Linked DNA regions of Oryzias latipes: region 1 is linked to region 2. The links are chromatin contacts, called in public Hi-C maps. All regions are on one chromosome and are shown on one strand. Each heading gives the region's core, a stretch centred on a gene start, on an enhancer-like site or on the middle of the called end of the contact. The rest is flanking DNA. Distances are from core to core; before and after follow the strand shown. Region 1 overlaps mast4 (microtubule-associated serine/threonine-protein kinase 4). Region 2 has its middle 44 kb from the start of pik3r1.

Evidence for each region. A called contact is a pair of places that touch in the nucleus more often than the background predicts.
Region 1: a contact with region 2 is called in a Hi-C map of embryo, with 3 times the contacts expected there. The contact joins two enhancer-like sites. A contact is called at or near these places in 5 of 5 Hi-C or Micro-C datasets (embryo, fibroblasts and gastrula embryo).

What each region holds. Positions count from the first base shown.
Region 1 is chr12:4,255,723-4,261,269 of ASM223467v1, reverse strand. mast4 (microtubule-associated serine/threonine-protein kinase 4) reads left to right here. Exons shown (of 29, transcript XM_023960995.1): 25 at 51-277; 26 at 1,259-1,381; 27 at 2,219-2,355; 28 at 3,060-3,244; 29 at 3,361-5,547. Among protein-coding and RNA genes, the nearest start is that of pik3r1, 59 kb to the right of the region's middle. Within about 2 kb of position 4,034, at least 1 of the 8 cell types and tissues checked has an H3K27ac peak or open chromatin away from gene starts, as enhancers often do. A contact at or near this core is called in embryo, where this site is marked.
Region 2 is chr12:4,152,939-4,158,676 of ASM223467v1, reverse strand. No RefSeq gene overlaps it. Among protein-coding and RNA genes, the nearest start is that of pik3r1, 44 kb to the left of the region's middle. Within about 2 kb of position 2,891, at least 1 of the 8 cell types and tissues checked has an H3K27ac peak or open chromatin away from gene starts, as enhancers often do. A contact at or near this core is called in embryo, where this site is marked.

The sequences.
Region 1 (5,547 bases), core at 2,785-5,284, 100 kb before region 2:
GAATCCATCATAGGATCTGCTCAGCTGGTGGTTGTTTCTCCTCCTTCCAGATATCTTCGGCGTGTCCCCTCTGGCCAGCCCCCTGTCTCCGTACTCCCTCTCCTCCGACCCGTCCTCCAGAGACTCGTCTCCGAGCAGAGACTCCTCCCTCTTCAGCGCCATCCCGCGCCAGCCCGTCGTCATCCACAGCTCGGGGAAGAAGTTCGGCTTCACGCTGAGGGCCATCCGGGTCTACGCCTGTGACGGCGACATGTACACCGTGTACCACATGGTCTGGGTGAGGAGCCGATGAAGGGGGTGAAGCTCATCCGCTCAGATCCCTAAAGGATCTCCGAGTGGAGTCGCTGCTGCAGAGATTTCATCTGTTTGTGGGAAAATTCATCCGCCTGTTAGGATCAAAAAGGAGACGGAAGAGAAAAGATCTCTGCTCAGGAGGTTTCTCCTAATGCAGCCCAGAGCTTCTAAATTAATCTGAGATTAAGGATAAATGAATTAAAAAACACATTTTCATTTAAAAATCAGTTATTATTTCTGAATAAAGCTAATTTATTAAATCTGAAGAAATAATCAAGGCGGAAATGTTGTTTTCTTTAATTTCCTGTTAGTTTTTAACTTTAGAGATGGCCACAAATGTGTAAATATGACACATGTATATGTTTAGTATACTTTAAATGTATACTAAATATCACTATGAGTTATATGATTTCTTGTTGATCCTTCATTTATACCAGGAAAAAGAAACTTATAGAAGAAAACCTCCATAAAACATTCTGACTTTGCAAATACATCCTCTGTAGAGGACTTTTCTAAACCTTAGTATCTCCAAACCAGTGCACACAAGTGAATAAAATCCATTTAGAGAATATTTGGAGCTTTTCAAGGATACTAAACGTGAAGGGGCGGGGCTCTGGGAATCATTAATAAACAATTAAAATGGCAGTATTGGATCTGAGGGGCCATCACTGATATTTAAAGAAGCAGATGATTTCTGATGATAATCTTCGTCAATAAAGATCCATTATCATACGGCGGCTCCTCTGTAGCTCCGCCTCTGGTTGAGATTAAGACGCTGACCGATGAAAATCGTGAAAATAACAAAGTTCTTTAGAAATCGGATGCATTTTCTGTAAATATTTTTGATGAAATCAGCAGAAAGGTTCAGGAGGAATGTTGATCTTTTTTTTTTTTTTATCCAGTCCTGATTTGAAATCAGGAATTGCAAATCTAAAGATCAACATGCGATGCTTTTGTGTGTCAGAATGTGGAGGAAGGCGGGCCGGCGCAGAAAGCGGGACTGAAGGCCGGAGACCTCATCACCCACGTGAACGGAGAAACGGTCCACGGTCTGGTCCACACTGAAGTGGTGGAGCTCCTGCTGAAGGTAACCAGACCAGACTGTGCTGGAGCGTCGTTTCGGATGTCTTTACAGCTTAAACAGTTTCTTACTTCAGAAAGAATTTATGGCCAAGTTTTGCTGAACGTTTTTTTCAACATTAATGACTGATTTTCAGTGATAGAATCGTGTTTACATGGAGAATAAGAACAGAAAACGTGCAACTGCACTGCCAAAACGAGCCCTGGAGAAATATGTCAGAAATTCCTTAAATTTAAAGTTTTCCATGAAAAACAAAACAACGGTGTGAGAAAAACCGTATTTAAAAAAAATACAAGTTAGTACAATATGTTTTCTTAAAGACCCACTCAGATGAAAATTGTGTTTTTAAAATTTTTTTGCCTCATTTTTTTCTAAAGGTTTAAGACAATTATGAAACTTAAAATTGTATTCTGAGTATTTCTTTATCCAAATCATTGTCAACCTGGAGTAATGTTATGTTGGGGGTGTGAGGAGCTGTAAACTAGCGGGGAGAGTGTGTAAGCAGACGGGTGATGGGAAAAGGGGCGGGCTTACTCCCCATCAACAGTGCCACTCACAAGTCAAAGACGAATCTCTAATTCTCTCTGATGAAAGTTTTTGGACAAAACTGCAGGGTTTTTTTTCTTGTCTAAAAACGGTGCAATCATGATTAAAATAGCGCTGGGAACGCTTTTACAAAAGTTTAAAAAAATGATCCGAGTGGGACTTTAAACTGAGATTATTTTCTAAGATGATCCTTTTTCTGTCAAGACAGAAAATGAGACAATTTTTCTTGTAAAAACGGTCTTTCTACTTTCTAAATATTCAGCCCAAATATGAACACGAAAACTGTGTTTCTCTCAGAGCGGCAGCAAAGTGGCCATCTCCACCACCCCCTTTGAGAACACGTCCATAAAAACCGGCCCGGCCCGGAGGAACAGCTACAGGAGCAAGATGGTGAGGTGTGGAAAGAAGCCCAAGAAGGAGAAGACGCCGGAGAGGTAAATGTTTTGTTACACGCACAACAAAAATTCCAGAATGTTTCATTTCCGTCGTGAATACAGAAAATTAAGTAGCAACACACAATGCAATCATTTATATGCAAGTTAGAAAATTACATATAAACTCTGATTCTCTGGATTTGGAGAAAAAATGTAAAAATAACCTGATTTGTTCAAAATGATCAGGTTTAAGTGGAAACGTGACCTTCAAAAATGAAAATTCAGCACGAGGAGGAATGGAGTTTTTCCCATGAAATAATTGATTTCTCAGATTTTATTTAAAAAAATTTAAATATTAAGTCGTCATCGTCGTCGAAAAACAGCAAATCGTTTGTGAGGCAAAAAATGTAGAATCTGAATTTTTCTCTTTTTGTCTTATGCTTCTTTTTTCATCTGTTAGAAAGATTATTTAAAGTTTTGAATGTTTTTTGCAGAAACACTAAAGAAACATGAAAAATGTTCAAGTTAGCTTGTGTTTTGGTTTATGTTTAATTACATTTCTTTTTTATATATTCATTTTTTCATTGTGTTTTGGTTTCCTGCATTTTATTTTAATATTATATTAATGCCAATTTTTTTTCTTCTTATTTGATTTGTTGATGTGCTCAGGGCAACCTCAGGCGCTTTTCTCCTGTCGTCCAGTAGGGGGCAGACACGCGCTGACATGTGATCCTGGTTTCTGTGTTTCTGTCCTGCGGTTTCAGGCGGCGTTCTCTTTTCAGGCGCTTCGCGATGCAGCCGTCTCCTCTGCTGCACACCAGCCGCAGTTTCTCCTCCCTCAACCACTCCCTTTCCTCCGGTGAGAGTCTCCCTGGCTCCCCCACCCACAGCCTCTCCCCTCGCTCCCCCACCGCCGCCCTCCGCCCCTCACCAGACTTCACCCAGTCAGGTGGAGATTTTATCTTCTCGTGATAAAATCTGATCCAGAAATCTTTCACAGAGCTTCTTGTGCGGCTGTTAATTACTTTTTTTCTTTATTCTTTTTCTTTCTCCGTCTTCCCGCAGGGGGGAACTCGTCGCAGAGCAGCTCCCCCAGCTCCAGCGCCCCCAACTCCCCCGCGGGCTCGGGCCACATCCGGCCCAGCACCCTGCACGGCCTGGGCCCCAAGCTGCCGGGTCAGAGGCTCCGGCAGGGCCGCCGCAAGTCCGTCAGCGGCATCCCCCTCTCCCCTCTGGCCCGGACGCCCTCCCCCACCCCCCAGCCCACGTCTCCACAGCGCCCCCCCTCCCCGCTCTTCAGCGGACACACCGTGGCCATCTCCAAGACGACCCCGGCCTTCCCGGCCAATATCCACTCCCCCCCGACGATTGTGCGCCACATCGTCTGCCCCAAAAGTGCGGAGCCGCCCCGCTCCCCCCTCCTGAAGCGAGTCCAGTCTGAGGAGAAGCTGGGCCCCTCCTACACAGGGGACAAGAAGCACCTCTGCCCCCGCAAGCACAGCCTGGAGGTGACTCAGGAGGAGGTGCAGGACGAGGAGCTGAACGACCACAGCGCTGACGAGACGTCCAGCGAGACGCTGCCCGTCTCGCGCCTACGGCCCGTCGAGCAGGGCTGCCTGAAGCGGCCCCCCAGCCGGAAGATGGGCCGGCAGGAGTCCGTGGAGGAGCTGGACAAGGAGAAGCTTAAGTGTAAGATGGTGGCGAAGAGACAGGACTGGTCTGAGAGGAGAGAGTCCCTGCAGAAGCAGGACGCCCTGCTCGACTGCGACGCACTGCCCCCCTGTGGCGAGGATAGGAGCGACGCCTTTCTGTTCCGAAGCAAAGCCAAATCCCAGAACGTCCCAGAACTGAGCCCAGCAGACGCCAAAGCAGCCGGTCCAACCCTGAAGGACGTGCTGTACAAAAAGCTGTCCTCGCGAGTGTCTGAGGGCATCTCCGAGGCTTCCAGCAGCAGCAGCTGCGACAGTGACGGCGCCCCCGCCCACCCCCGACAGGTTAAGGACACTCTGAAACCCGAGCGGCTGGACTTCAAAGCCCCCAACATGGAGTTCACCAGGAAGAGGCTGTCCTTCGAGGAGCGGGACGACTGCATGTGTCGACTGTCGCCCGGCCTCCACGAGAACCTCCACTTCGGCTCCATGAGGTCCAAGAGCCTGCAGCTGGATGAGCACCTGAAGGGGGGGGCGCACCCCAGCCCCGAAGGTCTGAGTCCCAAGCTCTACTCTGGGAGGGGGGAGAGCGCCGTGGAGAAGCTGCAGCTCATCTCGTCTGCAGAGTCGCAGCTCAGAAAGACGTCGTCCGACTACAAACTGGAGGGGCGCCACGTCTCCTCGCTCAAACCTCTTGAAGGAACTCTGGACATCGGCCTCCTTTCAGGTCCCAGAGTTTCCAAAGCGGAAACTTTTTTCCCCAAAGTGACGGACAACGCGGGCGACGGCGCCGCTGCAACCTCCCCCGTCCGGCTCCACAGCCCGACAGAGCGACAGAAGAGCCTCGCCTCCCTGAGGAACGCGGACAGGATGAAGAGCCCGCTGACCGCCTGCCTCGGCGCCGAGGTCGCATCTTCAGGAAACGGCTCGGCGGTTTCCAGGGAAACGGCGGGAGCAGCAGAGGGAAAAAGCTTTTCTGAGAAATCACAACCCAGAGAACAGTCACAGGCTCCGCCCTGCAAACCCGAGGCCTTCGCCGTCAAACAGGAGAGCAGGAGCGGCACCAAGGCTGAGCACAGAGCCCCACGGCACGCCTCTCACTTCTCCACCTGCGGAAGAACTCCCTCCATACGGGAAGTGAGTAACGAGGACCAGGAAGAGGAGGCGGAGCAACAGGAGGAAGAGGTCAGAGCAACACCGACGTCAAAACACAGCAAAACTGAGGAGTCGTTGAGTTCTGCAAAGCTGGAGGCGACTGCGGCTGCAGCTGATCCATCACCTGAATCCGCTCTGGATGCAGGACAGCCCCCCAGCTGCGAGGGGGCAGAACCTGCTGCTCAGAACCCAAGCAGAACCTTAGGTTCCAAAGTTCCAGAGCGATTGGTCGCTGCTTCAGCTCCAGAGAAAGCTCTGCTGCTGAACATCGGCTCCACACAGCAGCAGCCCCACGTCCCAACCGCAGGATCTGCTTCTGAGCAGGACGGCAAAACCGCAGACGAAGCTGCTGCCAGGGTGCAACAAAACATCGCAGACTCAACACAACCTGGCGGCAACTCTGCCGCCGCAGACGACAAGAGAGACCTAGTGTCACCCAGAAGGAAAG
Region 2 (5,738 bases), core at 1,642-4,141:
TACGGTCCTCACCTGTGGAACAGCCTCCCAGAGAACCTCAGAGACTGTGGCGGTTTTTAAGAAGAGGCTGAAGACCCACCTTTTTAGTAGGGCTTTTACTTGACTTTAGTAATTGCTTATGTTTTTTATTATTTATCTATTTATTAATTAATCTTTTTTTAGGACTATTATTATTATTATCTTTATGTTTTTAATATTCTACTATTTTTATTGACATCAAATTATGATATTTAAGGTTATGTTTTATTCATTTTACGTATTTTATTTTTTAATTACTGATATTGTTATATCTTATTTTATTTTTTATTGTTATTTTAATATAATTTTTATTCTGATGATTTTTACTCCAGTTTTTTCCTCTTGGGGATCCATTGTTCTGGGGCACTACCGGCTCTGCCTGTAGGGGGTGCTGTTACTGTGGTGCCCATTCTCATTGGGCTGGCTGGGGTCCCGCTCTATGGTCTAATAGCCATGGAGTGGGCCCTAGGCTACTCTGTGTTGGGTGGGAACTGTGGTAATGACCCCCCTGGTCGGGCTGGGCCTTGGAATAAATGGATCCCCATGATATTGTTTCCTCCCAGAAGTACCAAGCCAGACCTTCTTTTAACTGCAGTTCTTTGTTTGTTCAGGGTTCTACTGGGGGAACTGGGTGGGTGGAGGGAGGAATCTGGTGAGGGAGGGGTCCCATCTGTGTGTGATTTTCCTGTGTTTTTAATAATTTTCATTTTTATAATTATTTTATCTGCTTTTATGTTAAGCGCTTTGTATTTTTAACTGAAATGAAAGGCGCTATATAAATAAATAAAGTTTAGTTTAGTAAACAAAGGGAAGGCTTCATTTAGGCCAACGTGGAGGCGAATTTCTGATTAAATACTGCCGCTCTGCAGAAACTATGTTCTAGAAAACTGTTGTTTTTTTAAATTTTGGGCTAAAAAGGGCATAATCATTATTAAAGAGCACTGGGAGCTCAATAATTTTTTTTGACATGCCAAATAAATAAACCTAATAAATATCACTTTTTATGAATCCACTGTGTTCAGAAAATGAAAACTTGGATTAGTTATTTAAAAAACATTGCATACATTGTGTACAGATGAACAAATCATTCCAACACAATGCATTGTGGTCTATATTTGTCAATCTGGTGAGCATCGATGCACACTAGTTTTCCACAGAGACTTCTGGGAAATTTACAGGGCACTGGTCTAATTGCCCTCCCTGCACTAGAGGGAGGGAATTCGGACTCAACCAATTTGTTGTGATTTTAACAATCCTTAAATATATCCTTATTTTAATGACTGAAGGGCTTTTTAGTTAGCTGCTAATTGATTATAATTTGTTTTAAATGACTGAATGATGTACTTTTTTATTTATTTTTCAGTTGTAAATTTATTACACACAATGATTTGTGATCTTCACTGGTGTCCATGGATTACATGAAGTCTTTCCACCTTTATCCACCTTTGTCATGGTAGGGAGAACACGTCAATGCAAGGGTGGGGTCATTTGGACCCCGTAGGATAGCACAAGGGTTTTAATGTATGAATGATGCACTGACCAAAGATAACTTTTTAAAATATCATTGTACCAATGACAAACAAATCTTACTACAAAAAATATCCTGAAAATTATAACTAAAGACTTGTCAAGTAACTTGGAATTGTCACCAACTATTTGACTTGAGCTTCAATACAAAGACATCAACTACGTCGTACAAACCCTCACCCTTGAAGCCATAAACAGGATGGCCACATAGACTGAAGTTTGCTCCGCCCACTTTAGCTTTTCAAAATAAAATGATAAAAAGAAGTTTCCAGCTCAGTGGCCTTGTGGTAAATACCGTATCCACTCTTTACCTGGTAGGTTGTGAGCTTAAATCCAGGCCAAGTCATATCAAAGACCCAATGCCTTCCTGTTTGACACTCAGCTCTTAGGGGTTGGATTGGAGAGTCAAACCACCAAATAGTTTTCAGCTCTGGAAAAATCAAAACAGCTAATTAAAATACATTTATTTTCTTATTCATAATTTTTACGAGTATGCATCCGCATATTTTGATCTTAGGATTTGTCAAAAGCACACAGACTGGATGATTTTTTTAAGGGGGACAATAAAAGGCGTATTTTAAACTTGAAAGTCAAACCAAAACTAACCTTCTACGTAGTACAAAACCCAACTAACGTCAATCTAAAAGACTACTAGGAGCTGCTGTAAGAACAAGTCCGGGCACAAAACGGGCCATTAACCCTTGTGCTATCCTATGACCCCACCCTTACATTGCCGTGTTCTCCCTACCATGACAAAGGTGGAAAAAGGTGGAAAGATTTCATGTAATCCATGGACACCAGTAAAGATCACAAATCAATGAAGAAAAAAGGTTCAGCGCACTGTCTAGTGGGTCTAGATGACCCAACTCCCAATGTTAAAATGCCTAGGATAGCACAAGGGTTGCACAGACATTGAACCTGGCCTTCTGTGTTGTCCTCAATGCTTTCACACAAGCGAGGCCCATCAGTGATTAACCTGGACTTTCAGTAGCACCCAAGAAATGGAAGTAACGCTGCCTATAAAGGACCTGCAAACACTGGGGCTGAGGCCAGAGACTTTCAGCACCTCCTCATCCAGCAAGCCTGTCTGTATGTGATCTCCAGTAGCTGCAGCAGTGGAGGAAATGCGCTAAGAAATAAAAGCCGAAGGAAAACCTGAGCTGATCAAAAATGGGCACCTCACTGGAATGACAGCTCATTAGATTCATGTTTAGCCATCACAACACAGATGGGGATTATCAAACATCTCAAAAGTCAAAGGTCACAGAGGAGCTGACCTCTGGGTTTGAATGCAAGCAGATTCATTGTGATGCTAATCCTGTTTTATCCAGTTGGACCTTAAAATAAACCCAGCGCTCTGAAGAATGAGCCGTAATCCCCATCACCAAGCCTGTGCGCTCCCGTTCTGAGCTGGGGTGTTATGTCACTGCGGTCAAAGCTGCAGCCGTAAAACCATCAGCACATCACATAGACGGGGAGCTAGAGCAGGTGCTGCAGATCTCATAAAGGGATTTTCAGAAATGATTTGAAATGTTTATGAAAATCCTGTAAAAAAAAATAAAAATAGAAGAGTGTTATTGCAAACAATAAGTCGTGTGTAGGAACAATCACAGGAATTAAAGTCAATGTCCAGTGCAAACAAAGGATGATGCAGAGGATCAGGGCGCTTGGCGAATTAAAGTCTTCTTTCTTCTTTCTCTTTCGGCTTTTCCCATCAGGGGTCGCCACAGCGAATCATCCTTTTCCACCTCACTCTATCATGGACATCTTCTACCCTAACATTAGCCAACTTCATGTCCTCTGTTAAGACATCCATGTATCTCCTCTTTGGCCGTCCTCTTGCCCTCCTGCCAGGCAGCTCCATCTCCAACATCCTTCTACCAATATATCCACTATCCCTCCTCTGAACATGTCCAAACCATCTCAGTCTGGCTTCTCTGACTTTGTCGCTGACACAGGCAACATGAGCCGTCCCTCTGATGTACTCGTTCCTTATCCTGTCTAACCTGGTCACTCCTAAGGAGAACCTCAACATCTTCATCTCCGCTACCTCCATCTCAGCCTCTTGTCTCTGTCTCACTGCTACCGTCTCTAACCCATAGAGCAGAGCTGGTCTCACCACTGTCTTGTACACCTTTCCTTTGAGTCTTGCTGGCACTCTTCTGTCACACAACACTCCTGACACTTTCCTCCAACCGCTCCAACCTGCCTGCACTCGCCTCTTCACCTCTTTTCCACACTCCCCATCACACTGAACTGTTGACCCCAAGTACTTAAACTCCTGCACCTTCTTCACCTCAGTCCCCTGTAACCTAACGCTTCTACCTTGATCCCTCTCGTTCAGACACATGTATTCTGTCTTACTACGACTGACCTTCATACCTCTTCTTTCCAGAGCAAACCTCCACCTCTCTAGCTGTTCCTCCACCTGCTCTCTACTCTCACTGCAAATTACAATGTCATCCGCAAACATCATTGTCCAGGGAGATTCCTGTCTTACCTCGTCTGTCAGCCTGTCCATCAGCATAGCAAACAAAAAAGGACTCAAAGCTGATCCTTGGTGTAGTCCCACCTCCACCTTGAACTCCTCTGTCTGACCTACAGCACATCTCACCACCGTCATACTTCTCTCATACATGTCCTGAACTACTCTGACATACTTCTCTGCCACTCCAGACGACCTCATACAGTACCACAGCTCCTCCCTCGGCACCCTGTCATACGCCTTCTCTAAATCTACGAACACACAATGCAGCTCCTTCTGACCTTCTCTGTACTTTTCCATCAACATTCTCAAAGCAAAAATGGCATCAGTGGTGCTCTTACGGGGCATGAAACCATACTGCTGCTCACAAATCTCCACCTTCTTCCTAAGCCTGGCTTCCACTACTCTTTCCCACAGCTTCATTGTGTGGCTCATCAACTTTATTCCTCTATAGTTGCTGCAGTTCTGCGTGTCACCCTTGTTCTTAAAGATTGGGACCAGAACGCTTCTCCTCCATTCCTCAGGCATCTTCTCACTCTCTAAAATCCTATTGAACAACCTTGTTAGAAATTCCACTGCTGTCTCTCCTAGGCACTTCCATACCTCCACAGGTACGTCATCAGGACCAACGGCCTTTCCGCTCTTCATCCTTTTCAGAGCCTTCCTAACCTCATCCTTTCCAATCTCTGCTACTTCCTGCTCCACAACAACCACATCTTCCTCCCTTCTTTCCCTGTCATTTTCCTCGTTCATCAGCTCCTCAAAATACTCCTTCCATCTTTTCTGTACACTCTCCTGGGTTGTTAGCACCTTTCCATCTCTGTCCTTAATCACCCTTATCTGTTGCACGTCCTTCCCATCTCTGTCTCTCTGTCTGGCTAGCCTGTACAAGTCCTTCTCTCCTTCCTTTGTGTCTAACCTGTCATATAGCTCATCGTAAGCTTTCTGTTTGGCCTTTGCCACCTCTCTCTTCACTTTACGCTGCGCTTCCTTGTACTCCTGTCTACCTTCCTCAGTCCTTTCTACATCCCACTTCCTTTTAGCCAACCTCTTCCTCTGGACGCATTCCTGTACTTCCTCATTCCACCACCAAGTCTCTTTACCGTCTTTCCTCTTTCCAGATGACACACCTAGCACCTTCCTACCTGTTTCCCTGATAATCTCTGCTGTAGTTTCCCAGTCCTCTGGAAGCTCATCCTGACCACCCAGGACCTGCCTCAACTTCTGCCTAAATTCCTCACAAGTTTCTTCATTCTGTAGCTTCCACCACTTGGTCTTCTTTTCTGTTTTCCCTCTCTTCTTCTTCCTGACCTCCAGAGTCATCTTACACACCACCATGCGGTGCTGTCTGGCTACACTCTCTCCTACCACCACTTTGCAGTCATTAACCTCTCTAAAATGACCTCGTCTACATAGGATGTAGTCCACCTGAGTACTCCTACCTCCACTTCTGTATGTCACTCTATGTTCCTCTCTCTTCTGGAAGTAAGTGTTGACTACAGCCATTTCCATCCTCTTCGCAAAGTCCACCACCATCTGTCCCTCCAGATTCCTTTCCTTCACACCAAACCTGCCCATCACCTCCTCATCACCTCTGTTGCCCTCACCAACATGCCCATTAAAGTCTGCTCCAATAACAACTCTCTCTCCTCTGGGGAAACTCTCTATGACCTCATCCAACTCACTCCAGAATCTCTCCTTCACTTCT